Linked DNA regions of Ovis aries: region 1 is linked to region 2. The links are chromatin contacts, called in public Hi-C maps. All regions are on one chromosome and are shown on one strand. The core of a region is the stretch at or near the end of the contact, and the rest is flanking DNA. Distances in the headings are between cores, read along the strand shown.

Evidence for each region. Hi-C and Micro-C count contacts between places; a contact is called where the count stands out from the background.
Region 1: a Hi-C map of omental adipose tissue shows a contact between it and region 2, with 2.9 times the contacts expected there. The contact joins two enhancer-like sites. A contact is called at or near these places in 4 of 16 Hi-C or Micro-C datasets (blood, liver, omental adipose tissue and 1 more).

What each region holds. Positions count from the first base shown.
Region 1 is chr20:47,347,617-47,353,848 of ARS-UI_Ramb_v3.0, forward strand. All of the region lies in intron 1 of RREB1 (ras responsive element binding protein 1), which reads right to left. Among named protein-coding and RNA genes, the nearest start is that of RREB1, 25 kb to the right of the region's middle. Within about 2 kb of position 2,280, at least 18 of the 54 cell types and tissues checked have an H3K27ac peak or open chromatin away from gene starts, as enhancers often do.
Region 2 is chr20:47,224,607-47,230,876 of ARS-UI_Ramb_v3.0, forward strand. RREB1 (ras responsive element binding protein 1) reads right to left here. Exons shown (of 13, transcript XM_060403789.1): 9 at 6,162-6,270; 10 at 2,475-5,334. Among named protein-coding and RNA genes, the nearest start is that of SSR1, 59 kb to the left of the region's middle. Within about 2 kb of position 1,280, at least 7 of the 54 cell types and tissues checked have an H3K27ac peak or open chromatin away from gene starts, as enhancers often do.

The DNA of each region.
Region 1 (6,232 bases), core at 1,030-3,529, 120 kb after region 2:
ATGGGGTCTACACAGCGGAACATCCCTCAGTCTTAAAAAGGGATGAAGAACTGACACAGGCTACAACTTGGATGAATCTTGAGAATATTATGCTGAGTGAAATAAGCCAGACGCAAAAGGACAAATACTGGATGATTCTACCCACAGTACATCCCTGGAGTGTCAAATCTAGAGATGGAAAGAAGAATGCGGGCTCCCAGAGGGTGATGGAGATGGACAGACTTTAAAGTGGGGGAGATGAGAAAGTTTTGAAAATGGATGGTGACGATGGTTGCACAAGAGTGTGAAAGTACTTAATTCCAGTAAACCGTACGCTTAAAAAAACGCTACAGTAGTAAATTGTACGTAACGTCTGTTTCATCTATAATAGGCCACTGCCACATGAATGCTAAAGGCACCAGTCCATTCAGCGGATCTTTTATTCGAGGATGCAGATCGCTCCTGGGGACAGCCCCGTGAGACAGCACACGCCTGCGCGCACGAGACAGACCCCGGCAGGGCAGGGGCCGGAGGGCAGGTTCACACTCGCGTCGTAGGCCTCGCAAGGGGACGGCACAGGAAGCAGAGCGCTCGAACCATGAACTGCAGAGCAATTTCCTTCTCCCCGTCTCCGCAACTCAGAATTTTTTTTTTTTTTTTTTTACAAAAGTCGTTTACCAAGGGGCAAAGTTCTCAGCCCACAGAACTCCCAGGGCTGGGCTCCCCCGCTGCTGGCAGAGTCCTTCCACGTCCCGCAGAGCTTTCTGGGGGCTGGGAGGGGGGCCCCTGGGAGAGGCGGCAGACGGGGCCACTGCACCATAAATGAGGGGCTGAAATGAGGCCGGTCAAGAGGTCTGGTCTGGGGACTTGCTTCAGCTGCCTAGGTTCAAGGACTATTTTGAGAATTTCATTTAGCCAGAGTCAAACACGGCAATTTGTAACTTGCCTAATTTAAGTCACCTGTCCCCAGGCCAGGGTCCCATTCAGCCCCTCCTGCATTGTTGGCTAGACAAAGATCTTAGCACACTTTTCTTTTTAAAACCCGGTCCAGTGGCTCTCTGAGGCTGTCTTCAGTCTTCTAAAGACTCTCTGGCCACCTACTGGATTTTTTCAGCACGAGGGCTGGGCAGAAAAAGAGCAGCTCGTTGCCCTTGTTCAAAGGAAAGCGAGAAGTGACGCAGACTAGAAGCTGGTGAGACTTCACCATCAAGTACCCAGGGGGATTTGCAAGAGAATAGCTCAGACACAGCCCTACTGCCCTCCTCTCAAGGAAAAAGCCAATTATTCCTCCTGCCTCAAGAGTCGAGCAGGACTGTGGCACCTAAGAGCCCTGTGACATCTTCATCCCAGGCACCGGGAGGCGAAAAGAAGAGTGACAAAAATTCAAGTCCCTTGGCTGTTTTTTTTTATTTTTCCTGTTACCAGGAGGAAGAAAGTTTAAATGGTTTGTCAGTTTTTACACATATAAAACAGGATTATCAGCTACTTTCACTTTCTCACAAACAGCTCTAGTCTTCTAAATGAGTCCTGCATAAGGCGTTTAGTGTAAACCAAAGTCGTTTTGATTAATAAAGAGACATTGAAAAAAAAACACCCTCCCTCCCCCCCTCGTATTTTAAACAGGAGGATTCTGTCAGATGTGGTCCTTGAGATCAGAGAGCAGAGTTAGGAGAAAAAAAAAAAAAATCGAAGTGACGACTCATTCAGGAAGAAGACACCGAAAGTGAAAGATTCATTCATGAGTTTCTAGCTCTCAGCTCGTGTCTCGGAAGAGAAGGAGGTTCACGGTGGAGGCTGAGAAAGGCTGGGCCGCGTGGGAAGTGATGGGGTCGCCAGGCTGTGCTGGGAACTGCTGAGCTGTTTCAGCCAGCGTGGTCACAGTTATGCAGAACAGGGTCCCCAGATGACAACTTCTCAAAGCCGCATTGGAGCTGGGGAGGTGCTGGTCCTTGGAGTTTCCCCCTCCGCCCGGCAGGCACTCATCCTGGCAGGTGGTACTGCCTGGTGGGGTGGGGGGGGGGAGGTGCAGGAGGAGGAGGTGGCCTGGAGAGCTGGTTTCAGACACATTTGGCCCCCGTGGGGAGGGCCAGGGCCTGGCGGCTCTGGTTCACACATGTGTGCCCAGCACTCACAGCCCCCATGTACACAGGAGGAGACTGGGGTCAGAGGGTGACTGGCAGGAGGTCCAAAGCTACAGGAAGCTGGGGCTTGCCTTCAGGCCGCCCACCCCAGCTCCCAGGGCTGAGTATTCTCACTTCTTGAAATCTGAAAGCCCTCCCGGGGACTCAGAGCTGCCAGAAGGCACTTGACAGGGCCACGTGGCCATGCAGCGCCCCCAGCAGCTGTGCGTCACCAGGAGGTGGGGCCCAGATGCAGATTCCCCGGGGGTCTGAGGGCAGAGGCAGAGGAAGAAGCCAGGCAAAGAGGAGAAAGCAGCTCAGTGGCCTGCAGGCTGGGGCGCAGACACCCACAGATGCTCCTCCTGGTCCCCCTCTGCCTCCAGCCTCCCTGAGCTCTCCTGGCGACTCAGGGTGTCACCCCTGCTCCCTTCCGTTTGCCCAGCCGCTGAGGATAAGCCCTCAGAAAGGCTCTCCTTAGCTTGGCGGCTGCAAGACTGACTGCAGTGAGTTGTTCCGAGCCACAACAGCTTGCCCTGGAAACAGGTCTGGATTGTGAAGCGGATACGAAAGGAAATTGCCATGTCCTGAGAGCGCTGACTCCGTCTTGAACCATGTGGTCTGCCTGCAGGATCGCACTTCACCTTCACCACACTCCCTGAGGCAGACATCTGGCCCCATCTTGCAGATGGGAGGGTTAGTGGGATTGGATCTCACAGGATCAGAGTGAGCCTCTCTGGCCCCAAAGTCCCTGCTTTATCACCTGTTCCTGAAGGTGGCTCAGACGGTACAGAATCTGCCTGAAAAGCTAGAGACCCAGGTTCAACCCCTGGGTCGGGAAGATCCCCTGGAGAAGGGAATGGCAACCCACTCCAGTATTCTTGCCTGGAGAATCCCATGGACAGAGGAGCCTGGCGTGGGGTCACAGAGCGACACAAAAGTGACCCAGCACTTTCCCGAAATCATCCCAGCGGTGTCCCTCTGGCTGGTTTGGCCTCTACTTGAAATACGGATTCGGACTCTCTTCAAAGAGGCTGATGTTAAAACCGACCAACAAATTGAACTGTCTGCTTTGTTCAGACACCTCTGAGCTGCCCCGGTCTGCTGAAGGTCTGCCCTGCCTGCATGTCTTGCCTTAAGGATGGAAAGTGAGAGGACCATGAAATGCCAGGTGTTGCCAGGGAGAAGCCGGCTGAAAACACCTGCAGCCATAAAGACCTGCCTGGAATGGCTCTTCCTGCTTTCCCCAAAGGCAAACCAAGATATCAGGAAAGCTGGGGAAGGGCCCTGATAGACCCCAGTGGAGGGCCTTCCCTGGGGTGTCCAGTGGTCTCCCTGCTCCCAGTGCAAAGGAAGATCCCACATGGCGCATGGCACAGCCAAAAAGAAAAAAACAAAACAAAACAAAACAGGGTGGAAAGAGTTACCAGCGGGCTGGAGGACCGCTGCTCTGAACACAGAGGTCCTCTTTTCCTGCTGCACCACGAGTGCGTGGAGCTCCGCCAAGATAACAGGACAAAGGTTAAGGACGGCTGATAAGCTGAGCCAGAGGTGGAGGCTGAGAGGCTATGAATTTGCAAAGCTAGGAGGAGCAGCCCCAGGAAAGGAGAGGAACATGAGAGGTCCAGGCATCACTTGCACAGCGAGGGGGCTCTGCCGGCCAGCTGAGTGAAGCAAGCCATTTTCAAAGAGAAGTAACCACCCAGAGGAAACGGGTCGAGATCCACGTTTTGAATTCAGACAGATGATCAGTGGTTGCTCCCCACGCACGGCCTACCGTGGCCGGCCAACCCTGTAGGCTTTACGGGCTGCACGGATAGTGGCTGTTTCAAATAATAGAGCGCCGTGAACATGGTGAAAATGCAACTCAAAAATCTGGCCAGCCAGGGCCCCGATTCCATTCGGAATTGAAGACTCTTTGTGGGTGGGGACGCCAAGGTGCTCTCCTTATAGAAGAGATGTATTTCCAGCTCCTGAGGCCTCTGAGAGATTCCAGAATCGGGCACAGGTTTTTAGACTGCGGAAATGGCAACCTGCTTCACTATTCTTGCCTGGGAAATCCCACAGACCGAGGGCTATGGTCCATGCGGCCGCAAAGAGCTGGACACGACTGAGCGACTAAGCATGCTGGAGGGGTTGATAAACTAAGCAGTCACAACACTGGGCTCTGACCACAGGTCACAAGGCTCCTGGCTGTTGGTGGAGAAAGCTCTCTGGGGGAGGTGAGGGGGTCCATCATATAACTCAGGGTCTCTGGAACCTACATGGCACCTGCCACAAAAACCCAAATGGCTGTGAATTCGAAAGTGTGCTGGGCCCCTAGAGTAGGCTCAGTACACCTCCCAGTCAAGACATTTACAGGCCCCAAGAGGTCCCCTCCAGCTAAAATCTGTGCCCACAAAGACAGAAGTGATTTGCAATTGTAACTGGCCGTGCAGAAAGATGGTACAAGGAAAGCGGCCTTGCTGCGGTTTTCCAGTGCTGTCTAGTCCCCTCTGGGTGGGCTCGCTGGTTGACCAGGTTCCATACTGTCCAAACTCCCACTGCAGGTGATGTCAGTCCCTTGCGCCTGGCTGCCTCTGCAGTAGAACATTCCCAGCCTGGATGTGAAGGCTTCCTCACCACTGCCCTCTGCATCTGCACGAGACCGTGGTCCACAGATGCCCTGCAAGAGAGCAGCAAGGCCAGGTCCTACCTCCAGTGTGGATGCGGGGAGAGACAAAGGTAAGAGACACTCTCCTTAAAAGAGAAAGACTACCTAGAGCGAAGGTGCTAGAAACAGGCACAAACTCTGCTTCTACCTCTTATCAACTGACAATGTAGACAAAGGGTCCAAACCCTCTGAGTTTCACTGTCTGCACTTATAAAGACATATGATGACATGTAACATACAAGCCTGCGAGGACTGGGCTTCTCTGGCGATTCAGCGTGAAAGAATCCTCCTGCCGATGCAAGAGACACAGGTTTGATCCCTGGTCCAGGAAGATCCCACATGCTGCAGAGCAACCAAGCCCGTGCACCACAGCTACTGAGCCTGTGCTCCAGGGCGCAGGAGTCACAGCTACTGAGCCCACCTGGTGCAACTACTAAAAAGCTCGCATGCTCTAGAATCTGTGCTCTGCAACGAGAGACGCCATTGCAATGAGAAACCTGCTCGCCGCAGCTAGGGAAAAGCCCACGCGGCAATGAAGACTCGGCACAGCCTAAATAAATAAGCACAATTATGATAAAGCAAAGACTGCGAGACCCACTGCTTTATTAGTGATGAGAAAACACCGTATTTGCTGCTACTATTAAGGGTGGTTTCATTCGAAAACATCTGAATTTCAAATTTCAAAACTAAAACCCACTTCTCATCATTCATCTCCGTGTATATGCTCTGTGTAATATAACAACAAGGGTACACACTTACAGTGCGTGTGTGTGTGCGTGTGTGTGTGTGTGTGCATGTGTGGAAAACATGACTTCCCAGTGAGGGGGACTGCAAACTCAACCTACCCCAAACTGACCTCTTGGCCTGACCCCTGAGCCTGCTCCTCGGTGACGAAGAACTACAATTTTTCCAGTGAAGCACATTTCTCCTCCCTGCAAAGTCGAGTCCCACAGGCCCAGCCTGAACGGTCTCTCAGATTACAGCTCACACCAAGAAAGCCCACTTCACTTTGGTTTCTCCTAACCCCCTCTTCCCAGGCACGTCCTAAAGATTCTTCAGAGTCTTCTTTAGAAGAGAGGTCGAAAATTCTTCTTGCCCCGTCCAGCCCAAACATCGAATTCCCATGTACCAGGCTGCCGCATGGTAGTTTTGGAAATTCACGAGTGAACAGAGCTGTTATGCATAACCAGCCTGTATCGATTTTCATTGCATCATTGAAATAAACTGGAGAATAGAATGTCATTAGTTTATGGTCATTTATAAAACTACTTTTACTAACTTAGATGTTGGCTTTGGGCCACATGTGTATGGAGAGGCAGAGGCTAAGACAGCATTATAGAGCAGATTTTCTGATCAGTTACAGGGTATCGCACCATGTTCCATCACATTCTCCTTGTGAAGACCCATAGAAGGAAGGTCTTGGTACCAAGAGAAAAATCGAGTTTCTCCTGCACAACTGGTTTGCTTTCGCTTCACAAGGACC
Region 2 (6,270 bases), core at 30-2,529:
CACAGACTCCAGCCCAACGTGGTGTCTGTGAACAGAGGGTGGGAGAGGTAGGTGGGATCCAGGCTGGCAAGAAAGATCAGTGAGACCAACCACGAGGAAGTGGGCGAGGCCAGGGACTAGGACTGGCAGAGCTGGAGGCACCTCAGCCCTCACAGGGTCCCGACGCTCCATTTCACCAGAAGGAAGTCGGGTGGGGCTGAAATGAACCATTTTCTGGCACTGTCTCTTCTACCTGTAGCCTGAAAACACACGGGACGCTCACAAGGGGAAAAGGCGGAAACCAGTGAGCCATCTTCTGAAGAGGCGGACTGGTTAGGCTGAGAGGAAGGAGCCAGGGTGGCCCCCCTTAACTAGATGCCTCGGGCCAGCAGGGGAGTGGAAGGAGGAAGGAGCTGAGTGCAGACTGAGCCAGGACACGGATTGTGCCAGCCACGCCAGCTTCCTCCTGAGACACGGCTCCTAGAACCTGAGCCACGCAGAGAAAGTGCTGAGACTACACGCCCCTTGCCTGAGCAGCAGCGAACCCCCAGCTGGACACTCAACCCTGGGCTGCTTAATGCTGCCTGTTTAGGTGGCGGGATGGCCTGCAAACATGTTTGGGAGACCCTGCAGAGATGTTGGAATTCGCTGTCCCTGCTGCTGAACGCTCCCTAAAAGCACTAAGCAGCTTGATGCAGAGATTGCCTCTGGAAGCTGAGGCTGTGAAAGAGCAGAGGAGGGCAACTGAGCCCACGGGGCGCTAACACCATCCTGTCAGCAGCTCGGGGTCCACAGCCACGCTACACCTTGTCTCAAACCACCTCCACATCCTGTGCCTTGGGGATAGGTCAGGACACGCACGACCCCCATATCCTCAGACAGGGCAGGGGCGGCGGCAGGGACCCGGCCAGGCTCCCAACCCAGGACCACCAGAACGCCTGCAGGCCAATCACTCAACCCTCCCTGAGCCTCGGTCTCCTCTGGGCAAGATGGGGACAGCATGGCTCTCATGGCCCATCACCAAGACGAGCTCTGGACGGCTGCTCTGCCCGCCAGAGACGAGGCCTGCGATGCCCACGGCAGGAACACAGGGCAGACAGACAGGGACAGTGACCCCAGGGGCGCGGTGACTGAGCGGAGAAAACAAGGTCACACCTGCTCCCGCCCGCCCTGTCTCCCACTCCCCTCTCCCCCGCCTCCTAATCTTAAACCAAGAGGACGCCTGGGCACTTTATGGGAACTCCTACCAGACGCCTGCAGAGACTTGGCACAAGTCTGGAGAGGAAGTACCCGCCGTACAGTCCTCTCAGGGAGACCGTGGGCTTCCCGGGAAGAGAACAGAACATTCCAGAGCCAGGGGGACGTGCTGGACCCGGGGGAGGAGTGAGCGGGCAGGCAGCGCCGGCTCCTCAGACCCCGTCTGCCGAGAAGTCAGGAGAGGAGTGTTCACTTCTCAGAGACCCTGCGGGTGACAGGCGGGTGCCACCCCAACAGGGCGGCAAGAGAGACTGCCGTGGGGGGTGCCTTCTGAGAAACGCTTTCCTCCTGAAGCCCCCCGGGGCCCTCGTCACCCACAACGGCTCTGCCATCCCCTCCCCATGTGCCCCTTCAGCCTACCCCAAACAGTGCACGTGAGATGCATACACTAAAAATCATCTGTTGCTTATTTGAAATCCAAGACTTAACTGGGGTCCTGCATTTTATCTGGCAATCTTGTACTGCACAACTCTTCTGGTTCAGGTCTGATCAATTTATATCTGGGTGGTCATCTCCAAAAGGTTAAGAATCTCACCCAAACTACCCTTAGTTCAAAGATATAAATCCTGTTTGAATCCTCAGTGACTCAGAATTAAGATGGGAGTTGCATGGTCACTCGACCATTAACTACCTGGAGTCAAATTATTTAAAGTGTATTTCTTATCTTAAACTTCTCTTTAAAAATCAATATATGAAAACATTTGAAAAATACTCTGGGGCTATCTGTTTGACAACTTAAATCTGTTACTTAGAGGAATATAATCTCATGTTTCTCTGGAACAATCCACCTTAGTACAAGCAAAAACATTTTTAAATTCTACAACTAGTCTGACACTGATGACAATATCCGGAAGAAGGCGTGGTCGCCTCAGTGAACTGAAAAGTGGCTGCACAATCTGCAATAGACCCCTTTAGAATGCACAACAGTCAAAAGAACATCACAGAATGTTTGCAGTTTTAAAAGCTGCCTTGAGGATGGGATGCAAATTCTTCTGTCGAAGTCCCCGTTCCCCTACCTGCCTCCTCCCAACCAAGGGACGAGATGGCCCAGGACCACCGCACCTGAAAACACCCCAGCATCTCCCTTTGCCAGACGCCCTTGGGGGCCCATTCTGGGTACTGACTCTTGGGCCATCAGGCAAGCCCCCCCACTCCTGGGCCTGAAGAGGAGGACAAGCTGGGAAGCGGGGTGCGGAGGAGGGCCGCGTGGCGCCGCTCCGCGCTGCCCGCCCTCTTACCGGTGTGCGTGAGCATGTGCCTCTGCAGGGAGCTGGCCCAGGGGAAGAGCCGCGAGCAGTGCGGGCAGCTGATCTTCTGCAGGCAGTTAGTGTATGAGCTGCGCTTCGCCCTCAGCAGCCTGTCCTCGGGCGGGCTGCCCTGCTCCTCGTCGCTGGGCCCGTTGTGGTCTGCGGGGGCTGCGGCCACCTCGTCCTGGGCGTCGTCCTCCGCGCTCTGCAGAAACGGGCTGAACTTGTTGGTGTCCGTGGTGGCCAGCATCCTCTCGATGCTGGCGAACTCCCCACTGGAGTCCAGGTCCACCCCGCCGCTGCTGCGTGCCCGGCTCCGCGTCCCCCTCTTCCGGCCCCTCTTCTTCGACAAGCTGGCTGGTCCCTGCTCGGTGGGCGAGGCTGCCTCTGGGCTGTTGGAGGAGGGGGGTGAGTCACTGGATTCTTTCGGGCTGGTGACGTCGGTGGTGGCTTTGGGGAGGGCACCCCCGATGCTGTCTGAGGCCGCGGCAGTACTGCCAGTTCCTGCCGGCCCCGGGTCGGCCACCTTGGTCTTCAGCAAGGTGGGGGCCGAGGACACGGATGAGATGATCTGGGCGATGGAGGCCAGCGGGGGCAGCTCGTCCGTCACGGGGGGCTTTGGCAAGAGCAGAGGGGGCTTGGGACGCAGCGGCCGCAGCAAGGCCGGGCTGCCGAGAGTGGAGCTGCCCAAGAGCGGAGAGCTGTTGACCACGGCTGAGGAGTAGAGGGGCACGGCGATTTGAACGGGGCCCTGCGGGGGCAGCGCCGCAGCTTCCAGAGGGCTGGCCGCTGAAGATGCCGCGGCGGGGACCCCTGGCTTCTCCAGGGCCTCGCTGGCGCCCAAGGTCGCCGGCAGCGTGGGGCAGGCCGGTGGGCCCGGGGAAGTCTGCTCGCTGCTCCCGGGTTCCTGCTCAGGCTTCTTGGCCTCCCCGGGAGTAGCTGCGTCCTTGTCTCCTCTCCGGAAGTTCTTGGGGATGGACAGGTCGATGGGCTCCATGGAGCAGTCGTAGGGGGCGGAGGGGCTCAGGAAGGCAGCCACGTTCTCCTGCTTCACTTGGATCAGGGCCAGGCCCTTCTGGGAGAAGTCCAGGGGCTCATTGAAGTCGGAGGCGAAGTTACCCGCAGGCTCCACTTTGACGGCAACGTGCGGGGGCAGGGGCTGGGCGGGGCCCGCGGGAAGAAAGCCGTTCTGGGGCTCCAGGAAGGCAGCCAGGGGCTTGCGCTCGCCCTCGTCGGCGCGGCCTGGGGCCTCGGCGGGCGTGTCGGTGGGGCCCAGGCCGTCGGCCGCCAGGACGTAGCTCTCGATGTCGCGCTCGGGCACGTGCAGGTGCTGCTTGAGCACGTGGTGGATGCAGTTGCGCTTGGCCGAGAAGGCGGCGCTGCATTCCTTGCACTCGAAGGGCTTGCGGGGCTTGGGGCAGCCACCCAGGCCGCGGCCGCAGTGCGCGCGCATGTGGACGCGGAGCGCGCGGTAGTGCTTCAGGTCCTCGCCGCACAGCCGGCACACTGTGTCGGGGGAGCAGAAGGCGTCCACCAGCTCGGCCGCGCTGCTCGTCACGTACTCGATGTTTTTTTCGATGTCCTTGCGTGTGGCCTTGAGGTGCTTCTTGCGCAGGTGCCGCTCGCAGTTGGCCTTGACCGTGAAGGGGTAGTGGCAGATTTTGCAGATGTAGGGCCGCTCGCCGCTGTGCGTGCGCAGGTGGCGGATGAGCGCGGCCTTGTCAGCGGCGATGTAGTCGCAGATGTTGCACTGGTAGGGCGAGATGCCCAGGTGGGAGCGCACGTGCGCGCGCAGCACGCCCGAGAAGGCGAACACTTGGCTGCAGAAGCGGCAGGGATAGAGCACCTTGCGCACGGCCGGCGCCTTCTTGCCGCCGGGGCCCGCCACGATGGCCTTGAGGTCCCCCTCCGCGATCTCCTGCTTGATCTTGGCCTCCACGCTTAGTGGCAGCAGCGCCTCCAGGAGGCTGTCCTGTTCCAGCTGCGTCTTCACCTCGGCCTGGCCAGGCAGCTCGAGGCGCGGTGGCTGCAGGAAGAGCTGCGCCCCCGACTTGGGTGGCAGCAGGTGGGCGCCGGAGGCTGCCTCTGCTGCGCCCTTGAGGAGCTTCAGTGGCGGCGGGGGCAGGCTGGGGCTGACGCAGCCAGGGGAGGCCTGCTGGGTGTTGACCAGGGGTGGGGGCGTGGACGTGGCCACCACCGTGCGCGGCGCGGCCAGAGGCTTTGGCTTCAGAGGGGGCATGTGCTTGAAGACGGCCTGCAGCGGCGCGGCGGGTGCCTTGGCCAGCGGTGGGAGGCCGACCTGTGGCGGCGCAGCCGCAGCCATCTTCAGGATCTGCTGGATGTCCGCCAGCTCGATGGCCGGCTCCCCGGAGACGGGCTTCACCACGATGCTGCTGTCGGGCTGGATGATGAAGCCCTTCTGGAAGGGCTGCAGGGCCAGGTGCTTCACGCTGTCTGCGGTGGCCGGGAGGACGGCGAGAGCCCCGCCCAGGGCAGCGGCGTCAAAGGGGGCCAGGCTGAGCAGGCCGGCACAGCCGGGCTCCTGAGGTAGCTGGCACCGCAGCGCCTGGAGCTGGATCGCCTGGTTGTCGTCCGGCGGCGGCTCCTCGGCCGGCGCGGGCCGCACGTCCTCCGCGTGCTGCAGGCCCAGCACTGCCAGGAAGATCTTCTGGTCCGGGTCGCCGCCCGGCGGGGCCCTGGCCTGCAGCCGGTCTGGGCTCTGGCTGGCAGCCCCGTGTGTCTGCCTGTGCAGGGTGAGCGAGGAGAGCATGGGGAAGGCCTTGTCGCACGCGTCGCAGATGAAGCGGTGCTGCTCGCTGGCGCACCTGCGCAGGTTCGTTTCACACCAGGCCTGCGGGGAAGCCGGCAGAGGAGAGTCAACAACCACTCCCGGCTGCACAGCAGGCCTGGCCAGGCCCTTCCCCGAGCCCGAGGGGAGCCCACCCTACCCTGGCGCTAACACCGCTTGGCCTGAGAAAGGAGCACCAGCTACTTAAGCACCTTAGGAACCCCAGCTGCCTGATGCGGGAGGCAGTCTCTAGGGCCTCTGGGCAGAGCGGCAGGAAAGTGCCGTCAAGTACCACCACCACAGAAGCTGGGTTCTCTTTTAAAATGTGGTCCCTACAAACCTAACTGATGGTAACTCCCTGTCATCAGTGGAGACTGGGATTCCTCTGACTGTGGGTGGCGGGCACCGCCTGGGAAGGGCCTCAAGGGGGAATGGGGGTGGTGGCGGCTGGGGCTACAGGAGCGCACAGACGTGGGTACACACGAGGATGTATGAATGCGTGTACGTGTGGGTGTGTGCACACAGACGTATGCACGAGTGTGTACATACAGAATAAGACACCAGGCCTGGGGCTTCTGGAGAATCTCACTGTTGGCATAGTCTACCTCGATTTTTAAAAATTTGAAAGGATGACCGCCAAAGTAGCTTTGGCAGGTGTTTTATGAGCAGAGAACGCATGCAGCTCAGGCTAACGATGACCCAGAACGTCTGAATAGAAACTACAATGCCAGAGATAGTTAGCTGTGATATGCATGTTAAAGAACCCCTGTTAACAATACAGATTCAATTCAGCCAGGGTTGTGAGGGGCAGACCGAGACCAAAGGGTAGCGTTTTAAGGAGAGCCCGCCTCGGGTGGAGAACCTGGGTCCCGCCTTGGCTGATGGCGTACCTGAGAGATGCGGGGAAACTTCCGACAGGAGAAGTCGGTGAAGCCCAAATCGTGGAAGCCGGCGGGGATGGCGGGGTTGTTCTGGATGAAAGGCCGCCCCACCGCGTCC